2 separate regions of the Mus musculus genome follow, and region 2 is linked to region 1. The links are chromatin contacts, called in public promoter capture Hi-C maps. All regions are on one chromosome and are shown on one strand. Each heading gives the region's core, a stretch centred on a gene start, on an enhancer-like site or on the middle of the called end of the contact. The rest is flanking DNA. Distances are from core to core; before and after follow the strand shown. Region 1 holds the start of Ccdc136 (coiled-coil domain containing 136). Region 2 holds the start of Prrt4 (proline-rich transmembrane protein 4).

Evidence for each region. Promoter capture Hi-C pulls out the DNA fragments that hold promoters and counts their contacts.
Region 2: a promoter capture Hi-C map of embryonic stem cells shows a contact between it and region 1. The contact joins the promoter of Prrt4 here to the promoter of Ccdc136 in region 1. A contact is called at or near these places in 6 of 39 promoter capture datasets (the C10 cell line, embryonic stem cells, hippocampal neurons and 1 more), 3 of 115 datasets of contacts at active chromatin or transcription factors (embryonic stem cells and pancreatic cancer cells) and 4 of 9 other capture datasets (adipose tissue, embryonic stem cells, liver and 1 more).

The regions. Positions count from the first base shown.
Region 1 is chr6:29,393,798-29,401,088 of GRCm38.p6, forward strand. Ccdc136 (coiled-coil domain containing 136) reads left to right here and starts at 2,778. Exons shown (of 18, transcript NM_001347071.1): 1 at 2,778-2,945; 2 at 3,682-3,789; 3 at 5,404-5,652; 4 at 5,738-5,812. The coding sequence starts at 2,888.
Region 2 is chr6:29,174,787-29,182,077 of GRCm38.p6, forward strand. Prrt4 (proline-rich transmembrane protein 4) reads right to left here and starts at 4,798. Exons shown (of 5, transcript NM_001101443.1): 1 at 4,671-4,798; 2 at 2,331-3,045; 3 at 2,117-2,221; 4 at 1,656-1,781. The coding sequence starts at 2,982.

The DNA of each region.
Region 1 (7,291 bases), core at 1,528-4,027:
ACACACGTGGTGCACAGATATAAATGCAGGCAAAATGCCAGCACATATGCAAATAAGTCATCTTGGAAATATAGTTGTAAAAAAGTAACATTACTGCTGGGAGAGGGAAAGTCAGTTTCCTTAAATGATCATAGCCCCCCAGGTGGGTGGTCCATACTCCAGGGCAGGCCCTGCTCCCAGGGTAGGAGGACAATACAAACTGGACTCCATTTAAAAAGAAAAGAAAAGAAATACAAGAAGACAACTCAAAGCTGGGGGTAGGGGAGTGAGGTGATGGTGAAGAGGGTGGGTGTGGGAGGAGTGGGGACTCAAATGCCTTCATAAAATTCTCAAAGAATTAGTGCAAATGTAAAATTTGTTTCAAAGTAAGATATAAACATGGCTGGGGATGTAGCAAGGCAGCAGAGCAGTTGTCTACTAGGCAAAAGGTCTGAGGTTCAATCCCCAGCATTGCAAGAAGAAAAAGATCTGAGCAGTCTGGTGTGCACAGGAGTGTTACACTAGTCTTTGGACTTTACTTTTCTGTATGTTGCAAATGCTCCTTTTAAAAATGCTTTAATGGTTACTCTGAGCGTCTAGAAATAAGGGTAAAGGGGGATAAATGGCTGCATCAGTCCTCAGAGGGGATGATCTCCTGGGATGGGATTGGGGGTAAGGCTGAGTCTTAAACCCTGGGGTTACAGGAGGATTAACCCAGATCATCCCTCTCAGCTGATCACCTGGGGGACACACCTGCCATGCCTGCCCTTCAGACACATCCCTGACAGCCCTGCCCCCCATAGCTGCTAAGCTCTTTCTTCCCTTCTGCTCCCTAACTTCACCCTCATCTCAACCCCATGCTGATCTGAATAGGGTTTGCCTCCCACTAATAGACTGGTTCTAGTCTCCCTTGAGCATTCCCTGAGATCAATGGTGAGTGATGGATCACCTGCACCCAGGAACCAGCTTAGTCCTAATGCTCAAGATCCAGGCTCTCCTAGAGAGAGCTCTGACTCCTGAATGTCACAACTGACCATGGCGACTGTCTTTCTGTTCACCCACTGCCAACTGCTAGCCTGACCTGCTGCTGAGACAGAACTGGAGGCTGCTGCGCTGGGCAGAACCACTGAGCTTCCAGAACACTTCCCTTTAGCTCCCCCCATGAGAGCTCATTTCATCATCTCTAAATATTGTACCTTGCTACCCAAGTCTGGCTTGATGATCTGCAAAATAGTAAGCTTGCCCGGAAGCTCTTCTCTGTGGCTGGATCACTGTAGCCATGGGTCTAAAGTGGGAGCTTGACCTCTGGGGAGAAGGTGAAAACAAATAATTCTTCATTTTTCTGATTATCAGGCTGGGGGTCGGGGGGAGGAATTACTACTGACTTCTGGACTTTTTTGTTTTGTTGGTTTTTGGTTTTTGAGACAGGGTTTCTCTGTGTAGCCTTGGCTGTCCTGGAACTAACTCGGTAGACCAGGCTGGCTTCTAAATCATATAGATCCGCCTGCCTCTGACTCCCAGGTGCTGGGATTAAAGGTGTGAGCCATCACTGCCTGGCAGACATCATTGTTAATAGGGAACGTGAGTTTAAATTCATGAGTTAAAAATCTGGGATAAATGATGAAGGCGTTGTTAACTTAGTCGGAAGCTCCATGTTACTCATTTACTCCATGAGTCAGGTACTTTGATACTGAAGATACAAAGATAACTAGGATACTTCCCAACCTTAACAGCAGGCAATACTCTGATGCTGCCCAGAGGGTCAGAAGAGCACAGCAGGAGAGTCTAAAAAAAGGAAGGGATGGGGTGTCTGGAGAGTAACTCTCAACACAATGCTGAAATTACTGATAAGCCTGAGATGTGCAGGGAATTGCTTCATTCCTGAGGAACATGGAGGGCTTGAGAGCCCAGTAGCCTGGGGAGTTGAACCCAGCCAAGCCATGCCCAAACTTTAGGAGTGAGAATACATGAGAAAGAACTGGTGTGAGGTACCAAGCTTAGAAATCTCTCCACGATTATAACTCGGGGAGCAGATTCCTGAGTATCCACTTCTGACCTAAATGAGACCTGCTGAGATGTCAAATCTGCCTCAAGACCAAGTTCATCTCTTGAATAAATAGATGAAAAGTTGAAAAAAAGCTTCGTGGTTTCCCACATTTCTTGTTACAGGGAACATCAATGATGCCCACACTGCACAGGTCACAGAGGGCGTGGCTCAAAGGGCTGGGAAGAAAGAGGGACTTGGTACACTGGGAGGAGAGCTCTGGCTGGGTGGGATTTCGGGGAAAGCAGTGATGTACCACCACCTAGCACTTGGCACATGCAGGTCTCAACTATCCGCCAGCCCTGCAGTAGCTCTGGGGCGCTTGAGGCTACCCGGAGGGATGGGTTCTGTGGACTGCGGGGATGGGGACGCTGGCTCTGTGTGGGAACCAAGGAAGTGCGCGTGTGTTTGCGCATCTGCAGGAAACAGTCCATCCCCCCCCACCCCCACCCCCCCCCCGGTTCTATCATCCGTCAAGACTAGCCCCTGAGGTCCCTAGGCGTGGCGGACCCAGGGTGGGTTCTGCAGCCAGAACCAAGCCATGCTAGCACTCCTTGGGCGCATCCTCAAGACCCGGTAGCTCACGTCCGCTTTTCAGGCGCAGCAGACCTGAAGCTGCCTCGGACGAGCCTGGGGCACTTTAGTGACGTGTTTTGAACCTCTTTTGCTGGTCCTCACTGGGTCTGGAGCCGGGGACTGGGGGAGGGTTTCCGGGCGGCCACAGGCGGGCACTCGCGTCAGGTGGCCAGGCCAGGCCCCGCCCTCTCGGCCCGCCCTCTCTCCTCCCTGCGCACCGGGCTCCCGGTCCCCGGCCCGGAGGCTGCGGCTTCTGCTCGGGAGGCGGCGGCGGCGGCGGGAGCAGCCATGGAGGCAGGCGGCGGGGCCGGCGCGGGAGCCGCGGGCTGGAGCTGCCCTGGCCCAGGTCAGAGCGGCCTCTCTCTCAGCTCCCTATGCTCCTTCCCCCTACGGCTCTCCTTCCTTCTGACCCCCAGGTGCTCCTGGTACTGAGTCGGCTCCCTTCACCCTGGCCTCCACCGGATACTGCTCTCCATCTTTCGACCTGGGTTGTCCCTTCCCAGCGGTCACTCCCCAAGCGCTCCCCAGTTAGTCTCTCCAGCCCGATTGTGTTTCCAGCTCACGAGGGGGGCGGGGGAGTTGTCTCTAGAGCCTGCACCCTTCTAGTTCATCAAAGCTCTTGACCACCGGGAGAGGGTGGGGTGGGCGAGGTTTGGTGAGGGAGGGAAGGGGAGAGAAAGAGAAACGGCCTAGTTTAGAGCCCCTTCTCTCCTCTCCTGAGCCGGCCACCCCTCCCTTCTCTGCTTTGCTATATAGGATCCTCCCAAAACCTTCTTTCCTAGTTCCCACCCTACCCCTCTTCTTATGCCCCAAGCTAAACAAACACTCACCCTCTTCTGTCTGAGCGAGGGAGAGGAGCCGGGAACAGGGGTGCTGAGGTTGGGCCGCGCCGGACTGGGGTCCCCTCCATAGGCATGAGAGGTGGCTGAGGGAATAGAATCACAGAGCTGGGCAGAGTGAGTCAGGCTTCTCCAGTGTGATTGCAAATTCCGGGGCTCCCATATAAGAATGCACGTCCCTTTCTTTCCCCTCAGCCCCAGGCCCCTCTATTCCTACAGTTCTTACTTTCTCCCGGCTCACAGGACCCACAGTAACCACTTTAGGCTCCTATGAGGTATCTGAGGGTTGTGAGAGGAAGAAAGGCCAACGCTGGGGGTCTCTGGAGCGCCGTGGGATGCAAGCTATGGACGGTGAGTTTTCTGAAAAAGGCTTTCTATCGCCCTACTCCGTAGCTCCCTTCTTCCTTCCCTGACCCCAGAACTCTGAGCCAGAACAGGGCCCTCCCCTCACTTCATCTCAGGCCCCTCCTCCCTGGTGGCTGAGCTCCAAGCCTCCCCTGGGCTCAGGCATTGTGGGAAGTTTGGGCACATCCCTTTGGGGCGCCAATCACCCAGCTAACCAGGTTGTGTGTCCCGGGAAGCTGCCAGACAGAGAGAGGCCCTGCTCAACCCAGCCTGGAAACAGGCTTTCGGCAGGGGGCTTGTTCTTCTCACTGCCTGCTGACCCAGATCCCAAGCTGTCTCTTATTTTTAAAAGCCAGGACATGGGCATGAGAACTGTCTATCTGATGCCACCACCGTCAACTCTGAATGGAACCCTGCAGCTTTAGTAAGAACGTGCTTAGGAGAGGGCTAGATGGAGTCTATTTCCCAACAGCACTCGCGTGTAACAGGGCAGGCAGTACCAACACATTATCCAGGACTTCTTGTGAAGTGTCCCCAGGCCCCTCTGTAGTTCAGCACAGGCCTTCCCTAGAGACTAGATGACATAAGGGGTCTCAGATGAACCGTATGCTGTTGGTGTTAGAAAAGGGAAGGAAGGCCAGAGACCCAGGATTAAAAACAAAGCAATCCCTACCAAGACAAGATTGCATTGCAGTGAAGAAGAAGAAGGAGAAAAAAAAGGTGTTCAGGAGTCTGAACATGAGGACCAGTACCAAATTAGTTTTTCAAATGTGTCAACAGGACTGGAGAGATGGCTTAGCAATTGATCAGTTCCCGGCACCCACATCGCAGCCCACAGCTGTCTGTGACTCCAGTCTTAGAAGCTCTAATACCCTCTTCTGACCTGAAAGGGCATTGCCCTCCCATGATGGACAGACACACATGCAGGGAGAGCACCCGTATGCAGTAAATAAATAAATGAGTGGTTTAGAAGAGTGTGTTAAGATGGCAGACTTTCTTTGAGATGAGTTCAGCCTGACAACTCTCAACATCAACTTGGGTCAGAAGGAAAGAGATGATCCTTGTGGTACCCAACAGGGAAACAACAGGTGTAGAAAAACCTCAAAAAGATATTTGACAACATGCATTTGAAAGGGTTCCAAAATGGATGCAGTAAACAACTCCGCCTAATGTTTCCTCTTCTATCTACAGACCAAGCCAGTGTTTTCTTATTATGAAACGGCTAATACCTTGCAAGCCACCTAGGTTGTTTTTCCCCCAAGCTTGCTTCATTTGGCCTACATAAACAGCTGGTGTCTGAATGTCTGAATCCTTTCTTAACTCCTTGTCCTACTACCCAGAGTTCAGACTACTAGAGCCAGGTGTCCTCATGCAAGCTTCTTGTAGCTGAGCCAGCACAAGGCTGCTGGACAGGCAGGAGACGTCCAATATTAGGCGTTTGGAAGCTGGAGAAGGTGCATCCAAATTTGACCTACCAGAGCCTGACCATGAGTTAGGTTCTACCCAGGGAACCTCGGGGGACACCAGGTGACACTACTCTGCAGACCAGGCCCTGGGGAGGTAAGGTGCAGGGTTCTAGATTGGGCACTGACTGTGTGGTGGGATGGTTGTCTCTCCTAGGGGAGGTGTTACTTCCAGCTCTATATGAGGAAGAGGAGGAGGAAGAGGAGGAAGAGGAAGAGGTCGAAGAAGAGCAAGTAGAGAAAGGAGGCAGTTTGGGCTCCCTTTCAATGGGCAAGCATCGGGGCCTGAGCCTGACAGAGACAGAGCTGGAGGAGCTGAGGGCCCAGGTGCTGCAGCTGGTGGCAGAGCTGGAGGAGACCCGTGAGCTTGCTGGGCAGCATGAAGATGACTCCCTGGAGCTTCAGGGTGAGCACCCGTGACAGGGCACAGGGCTTGGGCCCAAAGGCTCCGTGCTTCCCCGGTTCCAAACCAGATGTTCCTCTCACTGCAGGGCTCCTGGAGGATGAGCGGCTGGCCAGTGCCCAGCAAGCAGAAGTATTCACCAAGCAGATTCAGCAGCTCCAAGGTAACTGCCCCCCAAGTCTAGACAGAGGGAAGTGGCCACCCTAATCAATCACACCTAACTCAGAACCTTTCCTCTCTCCTTTTCTTTTTTTCCTCGCCCCCCCCCCCCTCTTCTCCTCTCCCTCTGCTCTCTTCTTTCCTTAATTTCCCATCTTTACCTATCTACATGGCGATCCCAACATCCTCTCTCTCGCCTTCCTATCTTTTCATCTTCTCTCTCGGGTTCATCCTTTCCCTCTCTTCTTCCTAGTCTCCTCCCTCACCCACATGCCTGTTTACTTTGTTCTGCCCAGGGCCAGGGATGTATAATCAAGGTTGAGTTCCAGGCTGTATTTCTCTTTCTAGTCCCCACCAAGAGCACCGCAGGGACCCCCTGGAGAACACTCCAGAGTCTTTGAAGGAAACAGATGCAATCCTGAGTTTGTGCTTCCCAACTCCTCTATTTCAAAGTCCAGGTGTCCTTTTGTCTTGGGAAGCAGTGAGGCAGCGTCCCATATCCCACTGCACTGCCAAATAAAGAGCGAGCTTTTGTTACTTCTGTGGGCTTCCGGAAGGTTTTGAGGCTCTGCCCTAGAAAACAGCAGGGACTCTGTAGGGAGAGCTGAGATCAAGCCAAATACAAAATATAGATGGAGGAAAAAAAGGTCTGGAAGCTGTCCTGGAGAGAGCAAGCGAACGGAACATATAAGAGGAGGAGCAGAAGGGAAGGGTACGGCATGTAAGCAAAGGGAGATGCAGGAAATGTGGAGAAGAGAAGAGAAATGGCAGACACAGCACGGGGGCGGGAGGAGTGTGGGTGTTGGCTTCACATTGTCTGAGCACCTGGACTTAGCTTTACCATGTACAAACTTCATTACCTTGGGTAGGTCACGTATCACTCAGAGTCTCAGTATCTTCTCTGTAAAACAGGCCTCACTCATTTGTCTGCCAAATACGTCAAAGGACCAACAAAGAACACAATTGTCCAAATCCCTGAAGAGTAGACTCCACATCTGGGCAGGGGTGGTACAGGCCAGTAATCCCAGTATGTGGGAAGTAAAAGCAAGAACATCAGGAATTTGATGCCGTCCTTGGCTACATACTGAGTTCAAGGCTATCTGGGTTTCATGAGACCCCGTGTCATGAAAAATAAATTCTAAAGGAAAGCATAATAATACAAGTTCAGGTATTAATAAAGGCAACACAGGTATGAATATAATATTCAGTATAAATATGTGATATCGATAAGTTAATTTTTTTTTACCAGTAAAATGAGCCACCTCAAGCCAGATTAGATTATATTAAATGCAGGTTTATTGGGAAGCTGCTTTCAGGTGAGTTCACTGACCCCAAGGACTAAAGCCAAGGGAGTCGCCATGGGAAGGAGAGAGAGGTGAAGAGAAAAAGAAAGAAAGTAAAAGTATGCGCAGAGACTGAAGAGAAGAAGAAGAGAAAAGGAGATCAAAATGTCTGGAATATATAAGGAGGAGCCTCTCGGGGA
Region 2 (7,291 bases), core at 3,548-6,047, 220 kb before region 1:
ATCAATGGGCCTAAAGTCCTTGGATATGGGAGAGCCCACTATGAAATTTCAATGTGTAAATACAAGCCATGGTTCAGAAAAAGGGGACCCAGTGCAAAGGAGCCCTATATCAAAATACAGTGCAAGTGACACTTGAGTTAGAACTATCCTAGGATGCTTGGTATGGTAAGAGACACCTAAAATAGCAGCACTTGTGAGGTAGAAACAGGAGGATCAGGAGTTCAAAGCCAGCCTCAGCTGCAAAGCCAGTTTGAGGCAGGCCTGAGCTACCTGAGACCTTATCTTAAAACAAAACAAAATAGATTATATTTGTTACAAGTTTGATCTCCTCTCTCTCTCTTTCTCTCTCTCTCTCTCTCTCTCTCTCTCTCAAAGGTTAACCCAGGCTTCTCAGTTTATGCAAGAGGAGCAGCAAGAAGAGACTGGACTCCTGCAATCACCAGTGAGGCGGAGGTGGGGAGAGGGGGGGTTGTGGGACTGCCTCTGATACTGTCCAGACTCATTAAACCTGCCTGGCCAGCACTGTCACCCAGGCTGACAGAATGCCAGCCAGCATCTATCCCCTGAGGCAGAGAGCTGCCCCCCACCCACAGCAGATCTTGCCGCTGCTGCACATGAATCGCACAGTGGCCATTTCTTGCACACCACAGAAGGATATGATGATGATGGCTGAAGAACAGCATAAAATACAGAAAGGATTGTCAGGGTTGGGGCTGGAAGAAGCCAGAGCTTCTTCGTGGCTGAGCTTAGGACAGAGTAGCTTAGATGTTTCACAGACACAGCAAGTCTTTAGAAGAACAAAGCTGGGCTGGAAGTCCCTACCCATGGCTTCCACGGCCTCATTTAGCAAAGCTTCTCTTTGAGCATCCCTGCCCTCTGCCCTGGGAACTCTGTCGTCCCATCAGCAGATGGGGCCAAGGCCAGGATATCTGCACGGCTGAATCTGAAAGTGTATTTGGGGTGCAGTGTGAGCACGAGGCTAAGTTAAGGAGCACTGTTCAGTGAGTTTCTACTTGGTATCCAGCAAGGGTTTACACTATCTGGAGACATTAGAATTTCACAAACACACACACACACACACACACACACACACACACACCACAAAGTGTTCTATTATCAGACCCTATATAAGTGAGAAGACTTAGGCTCAAAGAGGTCAAATGTTTCCTTGGCACCATTAACCTGTCTAGGTGCATGTTCTGAAAGGCTCCCTGGAGCAAAGGTGGCACCTGTCTGTTCATGGTTCTCTCTTTAATGTCTTCTCTGTGAAGGGCTCAGCCATGTCCAGGTCTGACAACATGTCATGGCAGATCAAACAGCAGAGGGGAAAACTCCAAGGCTGAGCAGAGTGGAGGTAGGAAGGGAGACGAGGCACCCAAGATGGAGCGGAGGGAGAGATGCTGCAGAGACCATGAAGTAGCTCCTGCCTCTGCTAGTTGGCTCTGACTCACCTACAGCAGCAGACACCTCAGAGAACACTTCCCTAACTCCATGTAGTATCTTCCCAGACAATACCTGTTAGATTATTAATATATAATTGCTCCATGGTGACAATGAAGGGAGAGGTGGTATGGTTATGAGGGCAGTGACATAGGAAGGTCCCGGGACCTTCAGTGTGACTGCAGTGTGTCAAATACAAACGTTTGCATGCTCACCTTGTTGCACTGGTGTTGTCTTGACTGAGGCAGAGCTCGGGGAAGCCACTGAATCCAACAGGCTTGGGCTTGAGAACTTCCTTTCCAGGAGGGGTGGAGGACGCGACCCCGTGGTGCCAAAGAGCCCTGTAAAAAGAAGCAGATGGAGCTCAAATGCCATCCTACCAGCTAGCCGTGGCTTTGAGACTTTGGAGGAAATTCTATCCTTCCTCTGAGCTTGTCTTAAGAGAATCCTTGCCCCAGGGCCAGTAGCCACAGGTACTCCACGAACAAGTACCAAATCAGAATCAATATAGCAAAGAGACTGCTTCCCCAAGGAACACCAACCAGCCCTTGTCCCGGAGCCTGGATAAAGCAATACAGACATTCCCCAGGCCAAGAAAGGTGATGATGGTCACACCACAGACCACTAGCTCAGCTGATGTCATGCAGATGTTTGTGACAATAAAGCCAGCACTCACCAGGAGAATCTGACACTTCAAAAGCAAAACTTGGATGTGCTGTTGTGCCTGGGTAACTCTGCCTTGAGAAGTTCCGGAGTGGGGACACAGTGGTACCAAAGAACCCTGCAAGAGGCGTCTGGGATGAAGTTGCCTCCTATCTATCAGTGGACAGGGTATATAAATTCATCAACATGCCCAGCAAAGATTCACCTCAAATGGAGTGGTTACTTACCAAAAGGTCCCAGGCGCCCAGCAATCTCTGCCAGGCTGGCCCGCAGGCTGGGCAGCAGAGGTAACGACCGATGACCAAGAGTGGGGGCTGCACCTGCTCTTAAAGCTACATCAAACTTCAGCTCAAGCTCACTCTGATGAGGCCTGGGAGCACTGGTTGGAGGTGCTGTCGCTGTCAGAGCAGTGGCCCAGGTCACGGTGCCCATCCTAGGTTGAGAGTGAGCAGTGGGCCGCTTGGTGGGCCCTGAGAGGCGGGATGTGGATTCGGGAGGCAGGGAGGAAGCCCAGGGTGTAAAGCTGCCTTCAGCAGAGCCCCACTCTGGGAGGTAGTTCCCAGGGGACCCCACCAGCAGTTCCCAAAGGGGATCAGTCCTCAGATCGCCTTCCTCCTCTTCCTCAGACTCCTGGCCTAGTCCAGGAGAGAGAGGATGGGTCTCGGTGACAGGATTTCCCCAGACAGCAGCAGGTCCCCGGAGATGGAATTTGAAGTTTAGCCCCAGGTTGAGAGAGAGCATAGAGGCCTCACTCTGAGGTGGTGGGGTCAGAGTAGTAAGAGGGGCACCTGGTACAGAGGAAGCAGGCTGTGGACCCACAGGTACGGCAAGCAGGACCCAGCAGAACAGCCCCAGCTCCAGGCAGCTGCGGCCTGCCATGGCCCCACCTGGCTCAGCAACGCGGGTGGGCAGGGAGCTCACTTCTTCAGCAGCTCAGGGGTCCTAGAGGGAGAAGTGCTGGGAGTCAAGGCCTCCACCCGCCTCTTCCCGGATCAGATGCCCCAGGCAATGGCTCTAATCACAGAGAAGCAGGTGCAGGAACACAGGCAACGTGTTCTGCCTAAAAGAGGCATGGCAACTCTTCTTGCCAGCCCCCTCTCCACTACCTGCAGGCTCCAGGGCAAATCTCTTCCCTGCACACACTACCGCCATGCACACCCAGCCTTCCCACAAGGGGGCCTGATGTCTGACCAGAAGTCTGACTACAAGCAGGAGCCTCATCCTGAGCCAGAACAGAGGGAATCAACTTAACCTCCCAGAGGCAGATTCCCTCCCTCCTCACCCACCCCTCTACCCAGCTTTCTCCATCCCCCACCCCCCATCTCTCAAATATCTACTGAGGCCCACTGTATATCAAGCATCGTCCCAGTAATACAGTGGTAAAGAATGCAGACCCTTCCGGTTCGCTCCTGATCCCCACCTCCAGACCCAGCAAGAAACCACTGGTGCACAAGGCCCTCAGAAAGGGCAGGTCACAAGCCTGAGTGATCTGACCTGCAAGGCCATACAGCCAGCGAAGCAGGGTCCCGGGCCTAGCAGAGGCTCTCCGGAGCCTTTCCCCTCTTTCTAGGGGTTTGGCCTGCAGCTACCCTCCCCATGACCTCAGGAGTTTTTGAGGGAGGGACCATTAACCCTTTCTGGCTCCGTAGGAAAGGAGGTCAGGCAGGCAAGCTCGGTAAGGGGCAGCAGCTGCAGAAAGGCTACCCCCCTCCCCAGAACACATCTGGTGGGGGAAGGGAGAATGAACCAGGGACACACGTGCACCCAGTACCCTTACATCACACACACACACACACACAGCCGCACCTAGCACCCGTGACACACTCACCCACGCACCCTTCACACACTCCTGCACATATACACACTCCACCCTGATGCGCCCCTTTCCCTCCTACGTAGGCTCGCTCTCTCTCTCTCTCTCTCTCTCTCTCTCTCTCTCTCTCTCTCTCTCTCTCTCTCTCTGCATATGCAGTCAGCAACACACACAATCCTAACACACTGTACATATACACCACACACCATCATTTCTATCAACCCCATCTCACGCCCCTTACACACCCACCCCTCGCAGGCACACAAGCACACGCGCGTGCGCACACCACACTCCCGCTTCCCCAGTCCAGACCGACGGACCTGCTTCTCTCGCTCGGGCGAGTCCCCGGGGCCAACCCCCGGGAGAAGGGGCACCCTGGCTCAGGGGGCCCCAGCAGGGCAAGGCTCGGCGAGTCTAGCCTGTTCTCCGTTGCGCCCAAAGCCGGGACTCGAGCTCAGAGTCCCCGGATTCCCTTTGGCTTGCCGGGCGATCGCAGCAGCTGCCGGTCTGTCCCCGGCTGGGTCTGCGACCCGCAGCGCTCTTAGCAGGCGGCGGGCGGCCGGGCTGCGCTCGCGATCCGCACTCCGCTCCCTCCCCGCGGCGCCGCCTCCTGGCTGTGAGCCCGGCTCCCCGGCCCAGCGCCCGCGCCCGGGCCCCGCAGCTGCCGGGCTTCTTGCAGCCCTCCCCGCTGCCTCCCGCGCCCTCCCTCCTCTCCCTCCTCCTAGCCCGCCCGCTGTTCGCGGTCCGCCCCTACCCGGGCCGGCAGGCGGGCGCGCACATCAGCGCGGAGCCACGGCCACCTCGCTGCTCCGGCCCCACGCGCACTCATTCACCCAGCGCTGCCAATCAGCTGCGGGAGAGTCGGTGCCTCGTTCTCAGCCTGGCGCTGGCAGCCACAGGCTCGGAGGACAGCCCAACGCACACACCCACAAGCACGCCATTCCCGAGAAACACCCTCAGGCGAGGGCACTGGGCGCGCGCGCGCACACACACACATTCACACGCACACAAGTACGTGCACACATGCAACAGTAGTCTGGCATAGGTTAGTATCCCAAGCAATCAAAATCCACTCCGTTGAACCCTGGATAAAGACTTACTGCTCTCCCTTACAACAATGGGAACAAATGTGTTCCCATTTTAGAGATAGATAAGTCCCCAGAACTTATCAAATTGCTTAAGATTGCTCAGTTTGGCGGAGACTTGAACTCAGTCTTTCTGCTTGCCTTCTTCACCACCTGGTGGTTTGCAAACATACAACCACCGAGGAAGGCCTCCTACGCTTCTTCGCAGGCCAACTGCCAAATGTCAATCCCCATTCATAGCGTCTCCTTTTGCTAAAATCTCTCCAAAATACTCAGCTTCAGAAATATCTGTGGGAGAGAATAGTGAGACAAGCTGGTGTGCGAGGTGGATCACAATTTGTCTCCAATAAGACGTGGTAGAAGAACATAGAAACAAAGAAAGAGCACCCAGCCAGCCTCATGGCACTGCTAGCTAAGAGTACTGAGCAGTCGCTAAGCCTGCTGCACTATCTAAAGGCTGTATTGTTGACTGACAGGATTAAGTGTGGCTTGTTGGAGGCTGAGGCAGGCGGATTTCTGAGTTCGAGGCCATCCTGGTCTACAAAGTGAGTTCCAGGACAGCCAGGGTTATACAGAGAAACCCTGTCTCGAAAAAAAAAAAAAAAAAAAAAAAAAAGTGTGGCTTGTTTGTTAGTCTGGAGTCTCTAAATCCCTTCATGTTTTCTTTCTTCCAAAACGGTGAATTTGATAGAAACGTGCGTGCGGGCGCACATGCGGGCGCTCGCGCGCGCGCGCGCACACACACACACACACACACACACGGAGGGAGGGAGAGAGGGAGGGAGGGAAATGTCTTTAATTCTGTCACTTGGCAGGCAGAGGCAGAAAGATTGAAAGTTTGAGATCAGTCACACTCACAAATTGATACTCTCTCAAACAAACAAACAACTCCAACCAACCAACCAGACAGACAGAAAGGCTGACAGACCAAACTGCAAAAGACTTGCCCATTTTGCTGGGTGTGAAGACAAAAACCCAGCATCACCCTTCAGGTGGTAAAGGCAAAAGGATCCAAGTTCAAGACTGCTGTTGTTGGCCATGGAGGGATTTTTGAGGCCAGCTCAGGCTACCTGATAACCAGCCTCAGTAGACAGGTAGACAAAAGTGAGCTAGTCCTGCCCCAGAAAGCAGAGACATAGCATAATATTTTGGTCAGGGGAAGAGCAGGCAATGTGTTGCAATTCAGAAAGGCATCTGAGACTCATTTTTGGATCACAGAACTCATGCCACCAATAGATTCAAGATCAAATTGGGTCTCCCACCAAGCTCTCAGAGTCCGACTGTGAATCTGGGATTTATCCTGAGTCTCCAAACAAAACACTGGGAAAGCCGTGCTCTAGGAGTCCCTAAAGGAAACCACTACTCTGCCCTTCTCCCCAGGCCACTGGGGGCTGCCTAGAGGCAGTGTGTTAGGATTCAGACTCTAATTTTTTTTCATATGTTTTATAAACGCTATCCCACCGGAGACATTTTCTTTGAATCTCCCTCGTAGAAAGCCTCATTTCTTGCTAATCATGTTCATTTAAAGACTTCTAAGTGGAAAGGCAGAAATAAACATATCCCAGCACATTAAAATTGCAATCTTCCATGACAAAGCAGGCTTATTCCCAAGAATGATATTTTTACAAAGATATTGAAAAGGGGAAGTCAGGACTCTCGGTTAAGATGGTGGCTGAATTCATACCTCTAATTTTACTCCCTCCCAAAACCCTATTAAAATGTTATTAAGAAGACCTCAGAGTCAATTGATAACTCTTCAGGGATGGGGAGAGCAGGAAGGGGCTCGAGCAACAGGGCCTTTGATGCAGGATGGCTGGCAGGGGCACAGTGACTGACTTAGCCACCCAGAGCAAAAAGCTGTCTCCACCTGGCAGAAAGGAAGCTCAGAGTCAAGTTGATTTACATCACACTGTTCTCAGAAGCTGGCAATCCAAATGCCTCAGGAACCGTGGGAGCATAGGCTAAAGGAAAGACCAATCAAAGCACAGTTCAACTCCTAGGTCTCTTCCCTAACTCCAAACCACCAGGAAGCGGGCCATCCATCCCATAACCAGCAGGACCTGTGGGATTTTCCTTTGAGAAGAAGATGTGCTACACTGGCAGAGCCTCGGGCATCCTCTGAACTGAGGCACTGTCTTAGGGTTTTGCGCTGTGAGCAGACACCATGACCAAGGCAACTCTTATAAGGACAGCATTTACTTGGGGCTGGCTTACAGGTTCAGAGGTTCAGTCCATTATCATCAAGGCAGAAACATGGCAGCATCCAGGCAGGCATGGTGCAGGCAGTGCT